Regions from separate parts of the Sus scrofa genome. Here regions 1, 3, 4 and 5 are each linked to region 2. The links are chromatin contacts, called in public Hi-C, HiChIP or PLAC-seq and promoter capture Hi-C maps. All regions are on one chromosome and are shown on one strand. Each heading gives the region's core, a stretch centred on a gene start, on an enhancer-like site or on the middle of the called end of the contact. The rest is flanking DNA. Distances are from core to core; before and after follow the strand shown. Region 1 holds the start of TMBIM1 (protein lifeguard 3). Region 2 holds the start of ZFAND2B (AN1-type zinc finger protein 2B). Region 3 holds the start of ZNF142 (zinc finger protein 142). Region 4 holds the start of AAMP (angio-associated migratory cell protein). Region 5 holds the start of CTDSP1 (carboxy-terminal domain RNA polymerase II polypeptide A small phosphatase 1).

Region 1 (2,700 bases), core at 49-2,548, 880 kb before region 2:
AAGAAGGCAGGAAGTCAGGGCCCTTGACCCTGTGTGGTCCCACTACTTCTTTCTAAGTTATAAACCGGGTCTCTGGGTCCTCATGGTTGGAGAGACCAAGAGAGCAGGCAGGTGAGGAGGAAGTATGGCTGCCCCCTTGCCTCAGACATATTAGCCTCAAGGAAGGGCCTGGCTCTCCTGCCACCACTGGCCAAGCCAAAGGCGCCAGCACTGAAACCAAAGCTCACCAGTGAGATGAATATTTCAGAGCCCCGAGAACTGGACACCCCAGGGACCTTCCATGACATCTGGCTCTGACCCTGGTTCCCAGGCTACCCATCCCTCCCCATCCCATGTCCAGGTTTCTCAGGAGGAACTCCAATCCCTGGATACCACACAGAGGCCACCCTGGCCGGAGAGGGGATGGTGCCCCAGAGAACAGAAGCTGGTGCAGAACCCACAAGATTGGGGCCCAGCTTCCCAGCAGCCCTCCTCTACTTTTCCTGCCACTGTCCCCTGGCTCCACCGTTTTCCCCTCTCTTTTCCTGTTTGTTTTGCTCCAACCCAAAGAGGCCACGAGGAAGATAGTACTTTGTGAACCCAGCTTGGGGGCGGAGGTTAGAAGTGGGCCGGCTGAGGCAAAGTCGTCCTGACAGAGGTGGCGTCTTCCTCACGCCAAGGATGTGGGCTGCTCACGGCTTTCACTTCCACCCGGTTCCCCACGCACTCAAATACTCGGTCACCAGTGGACACCACAGCTGGCACCGGGGGCGGGCAGAGCCAAGCAGAGGCCGGGGCAGGGGCCCTGGGCGGCCTCCCCTCCCCCTCTCACCAGCCCAGGGCCCAGAGAGCCTTTATCCCGCGCACAGCTGGCCACCCTGGGGCTGGCGCGGTGGCCACGCCCTGCGATAGACACGCGCCAAGAAGCGGGGGACAGGACACCCTCAGACCCCGGCCACGATCACCTGTGCGCACAACCCGCAGCTCGGCTCCCCAAGCTAAGCAGGCGTCACTCGCCCGCCCGGGACGCACAGGGAAATCGAAACGCCAAAGGTGAGGGCGACAGAGCCCCACTCCCGCCCTCCACGCACTCCGAGAAAGTTTGGGGCCCCGTCCCAGGGCCGCCTCAGCCCCGGCCCGCTCCCCGCCGGCCCGCGGTGCCCCATTCCCGCCGGTCCCGAGCCCCCTGGCTTGCCTACCGCTCTCGACTGTGCGTTCCCGACCTCCCGGCGTCGCGAGTCCGGCACCACCCGCGCAGGCCTGGGCTGGGCTGGGTCTCCGCGCCCCGCCCCGACGCGCCGGCCCCTGGGGCGTGGCCTCGGGGTGCCGCCAGGGGGCGCTGGGGTCCGCCCCGGGTCCCGCCTGCGTCCTCCCGGGTCGTGCTCCTCCCCGCAAGAACTTTAGAGGTTTCGCATTTTAAGGCAGCATATGATCCTTGTTGGAAATTCAAAACACAAAAATGCATTTTCTTAAAGTATAGTTGATTTTGTTCCACTCCTCCTGAATGCCAGCGGCAAGCGCTTGCATTTTAGTGTTTCTTTGCTTATATAGCTCTGTGTATCACTTGTTTTTCTGGAGTGGGGTCCTATTGCACAATCTTTGTTGCTTATCTTTTATTTCACATTTTATCATGAACATTTTTCTTGTCACTAAGTATTCTTCAGAAGCATAGTTTTAACGCCTCAAAGTATTCTATCACATAGTTATGCCCATTTATAAAATCGGTTTCCTACTTTTAAGGACATTTAAGTTGTTTCCCATTTTCTCATTATTAGACATAAATCATGATGAACATTGTTGACAATTTCATGTTTTTAAGCCAAATGTGCTTTTCAAGTATAAAAACTTCAAATGTCCAAATGTAGAGATGGACGGAACTTAGATTCTCTGGCCCTGGGAACCATGGCATTGCCTGCCTGAAGTTTCTTCAACCAGGAAAGCAGGTGATTTAGGGTCAGAAATCCTGGGATGTGGATAACTTCTCTCAGTGCACAACGTTGGGTTGGGAGCTTTCTCCACCCTCCCAGCCACTAATGGCAGGATGTACTTGGTCGTTCCATGTTGCCGATAAGGAAGTAAGTTCTGGGAAGTTTTGAAACATTGCCGAGTTTACATAGTTCCAAAGTCCATGTTTTTTTTCCATTACGCCAAGGCTTCCAGTAGATGAACAGCTTTATTTAAGGTGCTTTTCTCAGGCTGGTAGCTACAGATCACACTGTCACTAAATGTCATTCACAGCCTGTTGACACTTTTTCTTTTTGAATGGCAGTCGGTGGTGACCTGACAAAACATAGCTAGACAACCAGGACCACCTGAGCATTTCCTGATTCCAAACCCATCAGTAAGCACTTTTCCTTTCTTTCTTTCTCTTTTTCTTTTTTCTTCTTTTTTTTTTTTTTTTTTTTTTGTCTTTTGCCTTTTTAGGGCTGCTCCTGCAGCATATGGAGGTTCCCAGTCTAGGGGTCTAATTGAAGCCAGATCTGAGCTGTTGTCTGTGACCTACACCACAGCTAATGGCAACACGGGATCCTTAACCCACTGAGTGAAGCCAGGGATCAAACCCACAACCTCATGGTTCCTAGTCAGATTCCTTTCCGCTGCACCACGATGGGAACTCCAATAAGCACTTTTCTTTACATTATTATATCCAGGGGCCAGTCCAGTTCTTTTCCAGACCAAGACAAGAAGGAGGAGCCTGTGCACTTATCTGGAAGCTCTGAC
Region 2 (2,700 bases), core at 162-2,661:
TTCTTCAGATTCTCTTCCCTTGTAAATTATTACAAAATACTGAGTGCTGTTCCCTGCTATACAGTAGGTCCTTTTTGGTTATCTTTTTTTTTTTTTTTTTTTGTCTTTTTGCCATTTCTTGGGCCACTCCCACGGCATATGGAGGTTCCCAGGCTAGGGGGTCCAATTGGAGCTACAGCTGTGGGCCTACACCACAGCCACAGCCACGATAGATCCGAGCAGTGGCTTCGACTTACATCACAGCTCACGGCAATGCCAGATCCTTAATCCACTAAGCGAGGCCAGGGATGGAACCTGAAACCTCATGGTTCCTAGTCAGATTCGTTTCTGCTGTGCCACGATGGGAACTCCTACTTTTTAATTTTATTGTGACCACACATGGCATGGAGAAGTTCCCAATCGGGGACAGAACCCAGACCACAGCAGTGACCCGAGCCACAGGAGTGACAAGGCTGGGTTCCACTGAGCCACCAGGGAACTCAGATAAATTGGTATTTTAAACTAGTTCTGTAGGTGACTCAGATTTACGTTGATGTCTGAAAACCACACAGTTCCAGGGACTGTGCTGGGTGCTGGGGTCTAACACAATGCAAGGTACTTGGTCCCTAACTTCCCAGTATATTTATTGAGGTGGTGGGGAAGTGAGGGAACAGCTGATCACAGTAAGGTGGTAGGGTGGTGCTAGAACAGAACCAGGGAGACCACAAAAGAGATGAGCTTAGCTCAAACTGGGGAGAATCATAGAAATCGTACAGGAAAGGCATGGAAACTAAACCTGGAGGGAGTTCCCATTGTGTCTCAGTGGGTTAAGAGCCCCACTAGTATCCATAAGGATGCAGGTTGGATCCCTAGCCTTGCTCAGTGGGTTAAGGATCCGGGTTGCCCCAAGCTGTGTGGTAGGTCTCAAATTCGGACCTGGCGTTGCTCTTGGCATAAGCCGGCAGCTGCAGCTCCCATTTGACCCCCTGGACTGGGAACTTCCATAACCCACAGGTGCGCCTTCTCCCACCCCCCAAAAAAGAAAGGAAGAAACTAAACCTGGAGGAGCTACAGCTCTGGAAAGAAAATCTGTACTTCAGAGAAACAGGAAGTCGTCAGCTCGAGTTGAATAAGTACAGCAGTGGCCCTGAACCAAATGGCTATGGGGAAGGTGTAAACAGCAGGTGAAGGACCCAATCGTGAAAGACCCAACCGTGAAAGACCCCAAACTACCCCAGCCCTCCAGAATGTCAAGCGTCCTAGCCTTCGCCGGCCCCTTCTCCCCTAGTGGAGCCAGACCCGCGCCCTGGGTCGCCAACTCATGCCGGGCCACCCACTAGAACGTCCAAGACCAACTATCCAGCTCCCTGCCCGGGGGAGGGAGCCCAGTGGGGCGGGGATCTGCTCTACGGGACGCTCCCCCGCCCCCCGGGAGGCTGAGCTGGTCGTGCCCGCCCTGCGCGATGACGTCAGCACGCCCGCTCGCGCCAGGGGAGGAGTGGGAGCTGCGGCCCGGGAGGTGCTGAGGCTCCGGTAACCCGGGCTGGGCGGGGGAGAGGAAGGGGCGGGACAGGGAGCCCCCCACCTAAGAGTGGGGCTCGCGGTTCGGACCCGGAAGGGGAGCCCGAGAGTTGCTCAGCCTCTCTCTCCTTTCCACCCGAGCAGCCCCGCCCGGCCCGGCGATGGAGTTTCCGGACCTGGGGGCTCACTGTTCGGAGCCGAGCTGTCAGCGCTTGGGTGAGGGGGTGAGGGGCGGAGCCTGCGGGGGGCGGGGCGGGCAGAGGGGCTAGAAACTGCGGAAAGGGTGAGCTCCAGGGCCAGAAGTGCCAGAGGGCGTGGCTCGGAGTTGGGGGCGTGGCTAAGGAGGCTGTGGACTGGGTTGCAGTGCGTTGCCAAGTACCGTAGCGTTTTCCCTCCCCGGGTGGAAGGCTTGAGTGAGCGGGAACGACATCGAGGTCCCGCTGGACCTGCAACCCGACCCACTTCCTGCAGATTTTCTGCCGCTTAAGTGTGACGCCTGCTCGGGCATTTTCTGCGCAGACCATGTGGCCTATGCCCAGCATCACTGTGCATCCGCTTACCAAAAGGTGAGGGGGCGGTCTGAGGGAGAGGGGCGGTCTGAGAGTGAAAGGGGGTGGGGGGGTTGAGGATGCCTACAGAATCTCCTTAATCCCTCTGCCTTCCATTTCCTCTCCTTTCTGAGGCTCAGTGCGGGGAACGTCGTATTTCCTTTTGTATTGATGGGGGGCATATCCAGGTTCTTTCAGGACTGGGGATTTGGCTGCACTGGTAGTAAGCCACAGACTGACTCTTTCTCCCTAACTCTAGGACATCCAGGTACCTGTATGCCCACTTTGTAACGTGCCTGTACCTGTGGCCAGAGGAGAGCCCCCTGACCGTGCTGTTGGGGAGCACATTGACCGAGACTGTCGCTCTGATCCAGCTCAGCAAAAACGTAAGGTAAGTGTTGGAGGGTCAGCTGGGCCTACAGATGCCTAGAAACTTGAACGACTCTTAGGATGGGGTTGAAGGAGGATCAGAGTCTCAGCATAGACAATCCTTCCTACCCACCTCAGATCTTCACCAATAGATGTGAACGCTCTGGCTGCCGGCAGCGGGAAATGATGAAACTGACCTGTGAACGCTGTGGCCGAAACTTTTGCATCAAGCACCGTCACCCACTGGACCATGATTGCTCTGGGGAGGGGCACGGGCACCCAA
Region 3 (2,700 bases), core at 106-2,605, 540 kb before region 2:
GATGAACTGTAAACACAGGGATGCATCAAAGTAAAGCTAGGTATCTACCAAGTACCAAGCCAGTGATTCCTTACGTATAAAGTAGCACACCTGCAGAAATTTCTAGCTCATTGACTACGGCCTCATGTTGAACACTGGGACCCATCTGAGAAATGAATGTCAACTAAATTGCATGTCCTCTTACACATGGGTAAAATCAGTTGAAGCGGAGTAATGAGTAATCAGTAAGACTGACAATAAGAACAATAAGATGGTAATCACTTTATGAAACTGAGTCATGGAGGTCGAGCAAGGGCCTAGGGCTAGGAAACCAGGTTACAGGTGAGAATTCTGCAACTCAAAGCCCGATCACCCAAATTCAGAAGCTGGTGGGGCAGTGCACTTCTGCCCTCAAGGGATTCTCTGGAAACCACAACCTCCACTTACTGAATATCAGGAATCTTCCAGCATGGGTGGTGTATTTGCCTTAGAGGGGGAGCCAAGGAGGAGGTAGTCTCGACTGAGACCCTTCTGCCGCTGGAAGGCGGAGTGAAGTGGGACACCGACGGGCACAAGAGAAGAAATGACCTTCTTTGGGGCAGAGGCGCTGAGTTAAAGAAATGACAAATCAGAGCAGAGAGAAGGCCCGAGGAAAGGATGAGACCCGGCCTGGGGACCAAGGAACCCGGGTTTCCACTTGCCTGTGGGCTCTGACTCACCGCGTGGTCTTTGGGAGATGCAATCACTTCGCTTCTCTGGGCCTCAGCTTTCCTATCTGTAAAGTGGAGGCGATGACAGCGTCCACATCATTGGGCGGGAGCGGGAGTCACAAGAGCTGGCAAACGGGAAAGCCGTTTTGTAACCTGCAAGGCTTAGGATGGAGCATCATCAAGATTATGGTCCTGAGGAGAGGCAGCGAGTAACCAGGCGGGGTCCACAGCAGTGACGCGACGGAGGCACTGGGGCGGCTGATGGGATGCCCCGGGGTCCCGCTCGTCGGCGCGCTCCCTTCAGCACTTCTCCGGAGCGTTCCCACTGCCCAGGCCCACCTTCATCCTGGGGCTCGAGAAACTTTTGCCTCTGGCCCGCTCCGCCTGCTCTCCCGATTAGTTCCCGCCCCGCCCTCGCTCGCTTACCTCCCGGCCCCGGGCGGGCGGGAGCCGCATCTCTATGGTTGACCGGCAGCTGGCCTCCCGGGACTCCTTTTGTGCGACCGCCTCCGGCCCAGCCGCCTCTAGGACCTGGGGCACTGGAGGCCGCTCTCTCTTCTCCTGTGCGGCTGGCGGAGTACTCTATGATTCTCTCTATCCTTCCCCCCTTCAGCTCTCCAACGCTCGGCCGCGAAGCCCCAGGAGTACCATCGAGAGTTGTGGGCAGAGTGGCCTGGCCCTCTTGGTGGGTGTGGCGGGAAGTAGGGGAAATAACTCAGGGGGCGGGGCCTGGAGGCGCTTCCCCCAAGAGCGCGGAGGTGAAACCATCGAGAGGGAGGGCCAGAGAGTCATGGCGGTAAGGGGGCGGAGTGACCTATTACTCCAAACCACGCTGCTGGCGGCGCGAGCTGGGGTGTAGTGGGGTTCCGGAGGGGACTTCTGGGCGTCCACAAGGACCGGGGGCAGGACGGCTTTGTGGCCTTCCGTGCATAGGAATTGGGGGAATTCTGGATCCTATTCTGAGCCTCACCCGAGGTCACTGCTGTCTATTCACCGCCCTGCGTGTCAGGCGCAGAGCCAAGTGGCAGGGGTCGAGGGAGGTGTGCTAGAAACGATTTGACCTCCTACCCTTCGGGATCTGACAGTCTAGAATCAGACCTGGGTACATTTTATTGGGGAGAATTCAGGAAAATCTCCATGGAGGAAGTAGCAGATGGGTAGGACTTCACCTGGAGATGAGGGAAGGAAGAAATTAGAATGAACCTTTTTGAGTCAGGAGAACTGCTTGGGCAAGGAGGAATGGCATTGTTTGCATATTTGTTAAACGGAGTATTAGGAGCTAAGCCGTAAAGGTGGATGGTGCCCTGTTGTGGAGGCAGAGGAGTTTTTACCTAATTCAGGGCCCTGTTGAGAGCCAGCTATCGGAGGAGTAGGGAAAGTAATGGGATTGAAGCAGATCCTTCTGAAGAAAGATCTGGGCCCTTGTATTGCAGCTTGGTGAAGCAGAACGTGGAGACCTTTAAGATGCCATTTCAAGAACTAAAGTTAATTTTAAAGAGACAGTTTAGGTGGGAGGTAATGAGGGGCCAAACAGGACATTAGGAGTTGAGCATGTAAAAGAGAGGGCATTTGAAGGACATGACTCATGATAACAAGGCAGGTGGTTACTGACAGGTTGACCGAAGAGAGTAGCTTCTTTGTCCCCCACTAACTCTGGCTAGCGGGACCCTTTCTATATTAGCTGGTCACAGGGACCACAAATTTCTGTCCATCCATTACCCTGATGTGAAGCCAGTTATATTGTTCTCTCAGGTTTAAGGAATCTCCAGACCGAGACATCTGGTGGGAAACAGGTACGAACAGGATAATGAGCGGCAAAATGGGATGCATGGCCTGGAATCCCATCCCGCAAAGGGAGCATATCGAAGCACAGAGTAATGCTGACCTGTCCTTCCTGCTCCCAGCTTCTGCAGGGGGTGAGGTGGGTTGGGGAGGAATTTCAGAGTCCAGTTGCTAAACTAATCTTGTGCTTCATCCCATCTCTGCTGTTCCCCACCCCCAGGTCTTGAAA
Region 4 (2,700 bases), core at 141-2,640, 900 kb before region 2:
TTTAAGAGGACTACCAAAAACATGCTCCAAAAGGTACTATTACCTCTAATTCACACTAAAGTAACTTTCACCAATGACAACTGTCGAAAAAAGAAACTAAAACGCAGCGGTGTTGATAAAGATCATACACAGGCAAGCAACAGGGATAGGATTTGAACCCAAGTGTCTCAACTGACTCCAAGAGCCAAGCTCTCCTCCATGCCATCGCACTGCCCCCCTACCCGTGAGCTCCTCCAGGGCAGGGCCAGCATTTTCCCACCTCTGTGTCCCTCATAACGTGCCCTACACAGGGGACGCCTGATGCTCAAGTGCCCACCTGGACCGAGTTTATGACGGACCTCCTCAGGCACCTACCTGAGTGCAATGCAAAGGTGACCTCGCTATCGTCTGGGCCCTCCATGCTGCCGACCACCCCTTCCTGGGGTTCCAGAACCCAGCCCTCCTCATTGCCCTCTTCTTCTTCCTCTTCCTCAAAGTCCACATCTTCCATCTCCTGAGCCAGGTCGTCTGCTTTGGGGAGAGGGTTAAAAGACGAGGCTCGACAGGCGGTAAGTGGGATGCGAAGCGTGGGGAGGCCCGAGGCTGGGGTGGGTCATGTGGCAAGAGAGCAAGGTGAGGTCAGACAGAAGGGGTGAAGAGGCGGCAGGGAGGAGGGGGGGCGTGTGGGACGGAGGACAGGAGAGGTCTGAGGACCTGGGGTTGGCCAGCGACCGTGTGGGAAGGGAGGACCGAGGGGATGATGGGAAGGGGGTGTGTGAGGGGAAGGGCCAGAGGAGGCGTCAGGGGAACCCCCACCCCGGCCAGGCCTGAGAACTAAGTGTGGGGTTGGGGGAGAGAGGAAGGGCGAAGGAGGTCAGTGGGACTGACCGGTGGGGTGGGGGGAGAAGGGGAGGGAGGGGAAGCAAGGGTCAAAGGCCAGGGGTGAGCGCCTCCTGTCCCATGGCCTGAGGATCAGCAGCTCTCACCCGGGTCCGGCGGACCGGGATCCAGTTCTACCACCTCGATAATCTCTTCATCACCATGGAAGCTTAGGGTCTCCAGTGGGGGGTGTCAGCGGCAGCCCCGCTTTCCGATTCAGACTCCATGCGGCGCAAGCGGCGGATCCACTTCTCTGGGCCCAAACGCCTCCCAGAGTCAGCTCTGCGCGACGACGCGGAACTCGAGCCCCTCCTCCCGGGAGGAAGTAGGAGTAGGCGACCACCCGGCAGAGAGAGCGACGGCCTCTCGACCAATAGCGAAGGGGGTGGACTCGCTGAACCACCAATCACAGGGCAGAGTTGGGAGAAGAGCCCGGGGCGTGGTCGGGGGAACCCAAACTCCGCCCGGCCTGACTCCGCCCCCAACAGGAGAGAAACAAGCGAGCGTGCGCGCCTCCGGGGTCTCCTGGGAAGAGTAGTTCTCCTGGGTCCGCTCCGCAGGCTTCTGGGAAATGTAGTTTCTGATCTGTAGGACAGACGGAAGGAGCGGGGGAGGCCCCTTACGCAAACTACAATTCCCGGCGGGGAGCGCGGTGAAGGGGGGTGGGATCTGAACATGGCGGCGGTGGTAGCTGCTACGGCGCTGAAGGGCCGGGGGGCGAGAAATGCCCGCGTCCTCCGGGGTAAGGAGAGGGACCCTGGGGAGGGTAGGACTGCAGGGGATCCCTTTTTTTTCACATCTCGCTCAGTGATAGCGGAAGGTCAGGGTGTTGTTTGCTGCCTGCACCCCTCTGCAGGATCTTAAAGAGTCAGGGGGCTAAAAGATGCTGTCTAGAGGTCACCCACTCCATCCCCTCAGCCTTCCGGTTACACCGTAACTCTGGAGTCTTGGAGCGAAAGGGAGCCCCGAGGAAGCCTTCTAGACTCCCGCGTTCTAGATGTTTCACACTCACCGCAGTGCAGAGGAAAGAGCCCTGGGCTTCTGAAGGCTTGGGTTCTAGCCACGGATAATTAGCAGTTTGACCTTGGGCGAAGCAGTTCGTCTCTCGGGGCGTCAGTTTCCTCTTCTATAAAATGAGGGGATGGAGTAGACTACCTTTACGCTCCCTTCCAGTACTAACATTCTGCAGTTTGGAAACCTTTTCTCGGATTTCCTTCATACGCCTCTTGTGAGCCCCACTGCAGTCCTTCACATCCTGCCGTCTGAAATGAAGAACAGCGAAGCTCGCTCTCCTGGCACCGGGGTGATGAGCCCGCAGTGACGTGGAAGTGGCTTTCAAAGGTGCCACCTCGATGGCAATTTTCCCATTTCCCTCTGGACTCTCCCTGGCACTTGTTACTCCAGACCGCAGTCACTCCCCTTCCTCAGATCACAACCACTCCTCCCCGGGATTCCTTCTCATCCTCTCTCACTGACTTTCCTTGCCTCCATCCACAGGGATTCTCTCAGGAGCCACAGCTAACAAGGCTTCCCAGAACAGGACCCGGGCACTGCAAAGCCAGAGCTCCCCAGAGTGCAAGGAGGAGCCTGAACCCCTACCCCCTGAGCTGGAATACATTCCCAGAAAGAGGGGCAAGAACCCCATGAAAGCTGTGGGACTAGCCTGGTGAGTTTTAACCCTTTGCCCACCAATGGGGAGTGGCACCAGGGGAGGGTGGGACCCAGAAACTTCTCCAAGTTTCAGGTGGTGAGCTGAATCCAAGGTTGTGGAGACAGAATTGCTGGATGTGAGCATGGGCCTCTCAGAGGACTGGGGCAGGGGAGGTGGGAAAGTATGTGGAA
Region 5 (2,700 bases), core at 118-2,617, 790 kb before region 2:
CGGGCGAGCGCCGCTCCCCTCGTGTCCTGCCCCTCGCGCGGGGCCTCTGCCCCCTCCGCACCCCCCTTCTCCGGGCCTGGAGGACGTGCGCCGCGCTCGCACCCCGCGGCCGGACGGGACAGGACGCGCCCGCCCTGCCCCGCCCCGCCCCGCGGCCCGCGGGGGAAGGAAGTGCTGAGGCGTGTTTGTCAAGGCTTGGCGATATTAGTATTTTTAAAATGTGAACAAAAAGTAATAACGACAAATGCAAGGATCTTAATAAACAAGAAAAGAAAGAAAGAAAGAAAAAGAAAGAAAGAAAGAAAGAAAGAAAGAAAGAAAGAAAGAAAGAAAGAAAGAAAGAAAGAAAGAAAGAAAGAAAGAAAGAAAGAAGATAGACCACCCTCAGACCTAACCACGCACCACACGGGAGTTTCCTTTGTAAAGAATCTGCGTGGAAACGCTGGCCCCGCGCCTGCCGGTCTGTCTGCACAGACCCAGGCGGAACGTGTGTTCAAGGTCCTCCAAACAATTGATGACTGTGATGCCCATAGTCAGGCATTGAGCCTGCAGGGCTTGAGTCCACGGTTGACCAATGCGTGGGGGCCGCCGTCCGATTTTCCCCTTCCTCAATAGTCACAGAGTGGCCGGCTGGGGAGTAGAGGACCTAGGAAGGCCTCTTGGAGAGAGTGTCATTTCCTCTTCGAGGTCCGTGGGATTTGGCTATGCGGAGAGGGAGGAAGTGCATTTCACGTAGAGGGAACAGCACGCACAAAGGCCCTGAAGCGCGTGGAGGCGCTTGGCTCCGGGCGGGAAAGTCAGGTAGCTGGAGTGCGCACGGGGAGTGGACGTGGCGGGGCGGCTGAGGGAATCCCGGGGCAGGCAGTTGGCATTTTCACGCCCTACAGCTCTGGGTTTAGGGGAAGGAGCCAGAGACTGCGGTGAGTCGCGGTCACAGCCCAGTTAAGAGCTTAACTGTGTGGATCTGCACAGCCGTCTGAAGGTAGCAAAGAGCCTTTACACGCTCACGACATCCCTGCGAAATAAGCCTTACGACCGTCGGAGAGAAGACCCACTTTATAGACCAGATGGTGTAATTCCCATTTCCCAGAAGAGGAAACCGAGAAGCTGTCAGCCCGCGACCCTCGGAGAGTGCAGGGGAGGAGCCGCACCGCCCTAGGGCACTCCTGGGCGTGGGCGATTGGGTAGGCTAGGGTAGGGTAGGGCAGGGCGGGGGCGGGGCCTGGCCCCCGGCAGCCAAGAGTCGGGGAACTGTGGGCCGGCTGCCGGTCCTGCCACGCAGCCGCAGAGGCTTGGCCCCGCGGGCGGGCGGGAGGCAGGAAGGGAGGCGACGCCCCCTGGAGCGCGGCAGGAACCCGGCCGGGCCCGCCTCCCAGCCCGCGGAGCCGCGCCGGCCCCTGAAGTGTTGAAAGCCCGAGCAGAGTCCAGGTCACGCCGAAGCCGTTGCCCTTTTAAGGGGGAGCCTTGAAACGGCGCCCGGGTTCCATGTTTGCATCCGCCTCGCGGGGAGGAAACTCCATGTTGTAACAAAGTTTCCTCCGCGCCCCCTCCCTCCCCCTCCCCCTTAGAACCTGGCTCCCCTCCCCTCCGAAGCTCGCGGGGATCCCTCCCTCCCACCCCTCCCCTCCCCCCCGCGCCCCGATTCCGGCCCGAGCCGGGGGGGAGGCCGGGCGCCCGGGCCAGAGTCCGGCCGGAGCGGAGCGCGCCCGGCCCCATGGACAGCTCGGCCGTCATTACTCAGATCACCAAGGAGGAAGCGCGGAGTCCGCTACGGGGCAAAGGTACTGGGGCGCGCGGAGGGGGCTGCAGCCCGGGCACCGCAGGAAGGAGGGGCCCGGGACCTTCCCGGGCAGCCGCCACCGCCACCCCGGCCGCCCGCCTCGGCGGGGGCCGAAGCTTCCAACCCGAGGGGGAGCGGGATGAGTGTTTGAACTTGCGGAGGCTCTGAGGCGCGGGGCGGGGCCTGGCGCCTTTGGGGCACTCCTGTCTGTTCTAGTCGGGGAAACTGAGGAAGGGGTAGAGAAGGGGAGCCCTCCGGGTCTCCTAGACTGGCTGTGCACCGTGCCGGAGAGTCGCCCCCCCCCCACCCCCGCGTTGGCGCCAATGGGACTGGGAGATGGGGGGGGTAAAAGAGGGCGCCTTCAGGCCACCAGCTGAGACTCCGCCCCCTCTGGGCCGCGGTCTAGTCGGGTGGCGGGAGGGGGCGCGGAGGTGACAGCGGACTGGGGTGGGTTGCATCTCCCGCCAACACACAGCCACGTTCCCCACAAACTTGCGCGCCCCGCGTGGAGGCGCCGAGCCTCTCAGAGGCTCCAGAGAGGGGTAACCACTTCTAAGGGTCCCCAGCGCGCCCGCCGGGAGACCCGAGCGTCGTGACAGTGCACGCGGTGCCCCGGCTTCAGGCCGGTGGGCGCCAGGCCTATGCCCACACTACCGACCCGGGAAGCCGCCCATCTCGGCCGGGCTTCCCAGGGCTGACGGGTCTGAGCTGAGGGGTCTGCTCCTCCCTGTCCGGGTGATGACTTCAGAGGCTAGGAAGATCCTGCCACCTCTGGGGGGCCTCGCACCCCTCAGGGGCAGGGGGCCCGGGTGGAGGGGCGCTTGGAGGGTGGGCGGATCATGGTTGGAGGTCCGTGCGGGGGTGGAGGAGGCGGGGCCAGCAGATGACCGCAGGACACTGGCCCAGGCCCCTGCTCCCTG

Evidence for each region. Promoter capture Hi-C pulls out the DNA fragments that hold promoters and counts their contacts. Hi-C and Micro-C count contacts between places; a contact is called where the count stands out from the background. HiChIP or PLAC-seq counts read pairs in DNA pulled down with a chosen protein or histone mark.
Region 1: an H3K27ac HiChIP or PLAC-seq map of alveolar macrophages shows a contact between it and region 2. The contact joins the promoter of TMBIM1 here to the promoter of ZFAND2B in region 2. A contact is called at or near these places in 1 of 5 promoter capture datasets (fetal liver) and 1 of 2 datasets of contacts at active chromatin or transcription factors (alveolar macrophages).
Region 3: a contact with region 2 is called in a Hi-C map of liver, with 3 times the contacts expected there. The contact joins the promoter of ZNF142 here to the promoter of ZFAND2B in region 2. A contact is called at or near these places in 1 of 5 promoter capture datasets (liver) and 1 of 47 Hi-C or Micro-C datasets (liver).
Region 4: a Hi-C map of liver shows a contact between it and region 2, with 4 times the contacts expected there. The contact joins the promoter of AAMP here to the promoter of ZFAND2B in region 2. A contact is called at or near these places in 1 of 5 promoter capture datasets (fetal liver), 1 of 47 Hi-C or Micro-C datasets (liver) and 1 of 2 datasets of contacts at active chromatin or transcription factors (alveolar macrophages).
Region 5: a promoter capture Hi-C map of fetal liver shows a contact between it and region 2, with 3 times the contacts expected there. The contact joins the promoter of CTDSP1 here to the promoter of ZFAND2B in region 2. A contact is called at or near these places in 2 of 5 promoter capture datasets (fetal liver and liver) and 1 of 2 datasets of contacts at active chromatin or transcription factors (alveolar macrophages).

The regions. Positions count from the first base shown.
Region 1 is chr15:120,363,757-120,366,456 of Sscrofa11.1, forward strand. It overlaps TMBIM1 (protein lifeguard 3), which reads right to left and starts at 1,299. Exons shown (of 12, transcript XM_021076202.1): 1 at 1,179-1,299. All of the region lies in intron 2 of PNKD (probable hydrolase PNKD), which reads left to right.
Region 2 is chr15:121,241,705-121,244,404 of Sscrofa11.1, forward strand. ZFAND2B (AN1-type zinc finger protein 2B) reads left to right here and starts at 1,412. Exons shown (of 10, transcript XM_001927706.4): 1 at 1,412-1,512; 2 at 1,645-1,716; 3 at 1,972-2,066; 4 at 2,308-2,439; 5 at 2,556-2,700. The coding sequence starts at 1,662.
Region 3 is chr15:120,706,388-120,709,087 of Sscrofa11.1, forward strand. It overlaps ZNF142 (zinc finger protein 142), which reads right to left and starts at 1,356. Exons shown (of 10, transcript XM_021076481.1): 1 at 1,116-1,356; 2 at 699-850. BCS1L (BCS1-like (S. cerevisiae)) reads left to right here and starts at 1,438. Exons shown (of 9, transcript NM_001243676.1): 1 at 1,438-1,485; 2 at 2,442-2,482; 3 at 2,692-2,700.
Region 4 is chr15:120,344,061-120,346,760 of Sscrofa11.1, forward strand. It overlaps AAMP (angio-associated migratory cell protein), which reads right to left and starts at 1,391. Exons shown (of 12, transcript XM_021076200.1): 1 at 1,052-1,391; 2 at 966-1,049; 3 at 355-507. The coding sequence starts at 1,085. It overlaps PNKD (probable hydrolase PNKD), which reads left to right and starts at 1,481. Exons shown (of 10, transcript XM_021076195.1): 1 at 1,481-1,600; 2 at 2,356-2,524. The coding sequence starts at 1,534.
Region 5 is chr15:120,449,282-120,451,981 of Sscrofa11.1, forward strand. CTDSP1 (carboxy-terminal domain RNA polymerase II polypeptide A small phosphatase 1) reads left to right here and starts at 1,368. Exons shown (of 6, transcript XM_021076473.1): 1 at 1,368-1,781. The coding sequence starts at 1,715.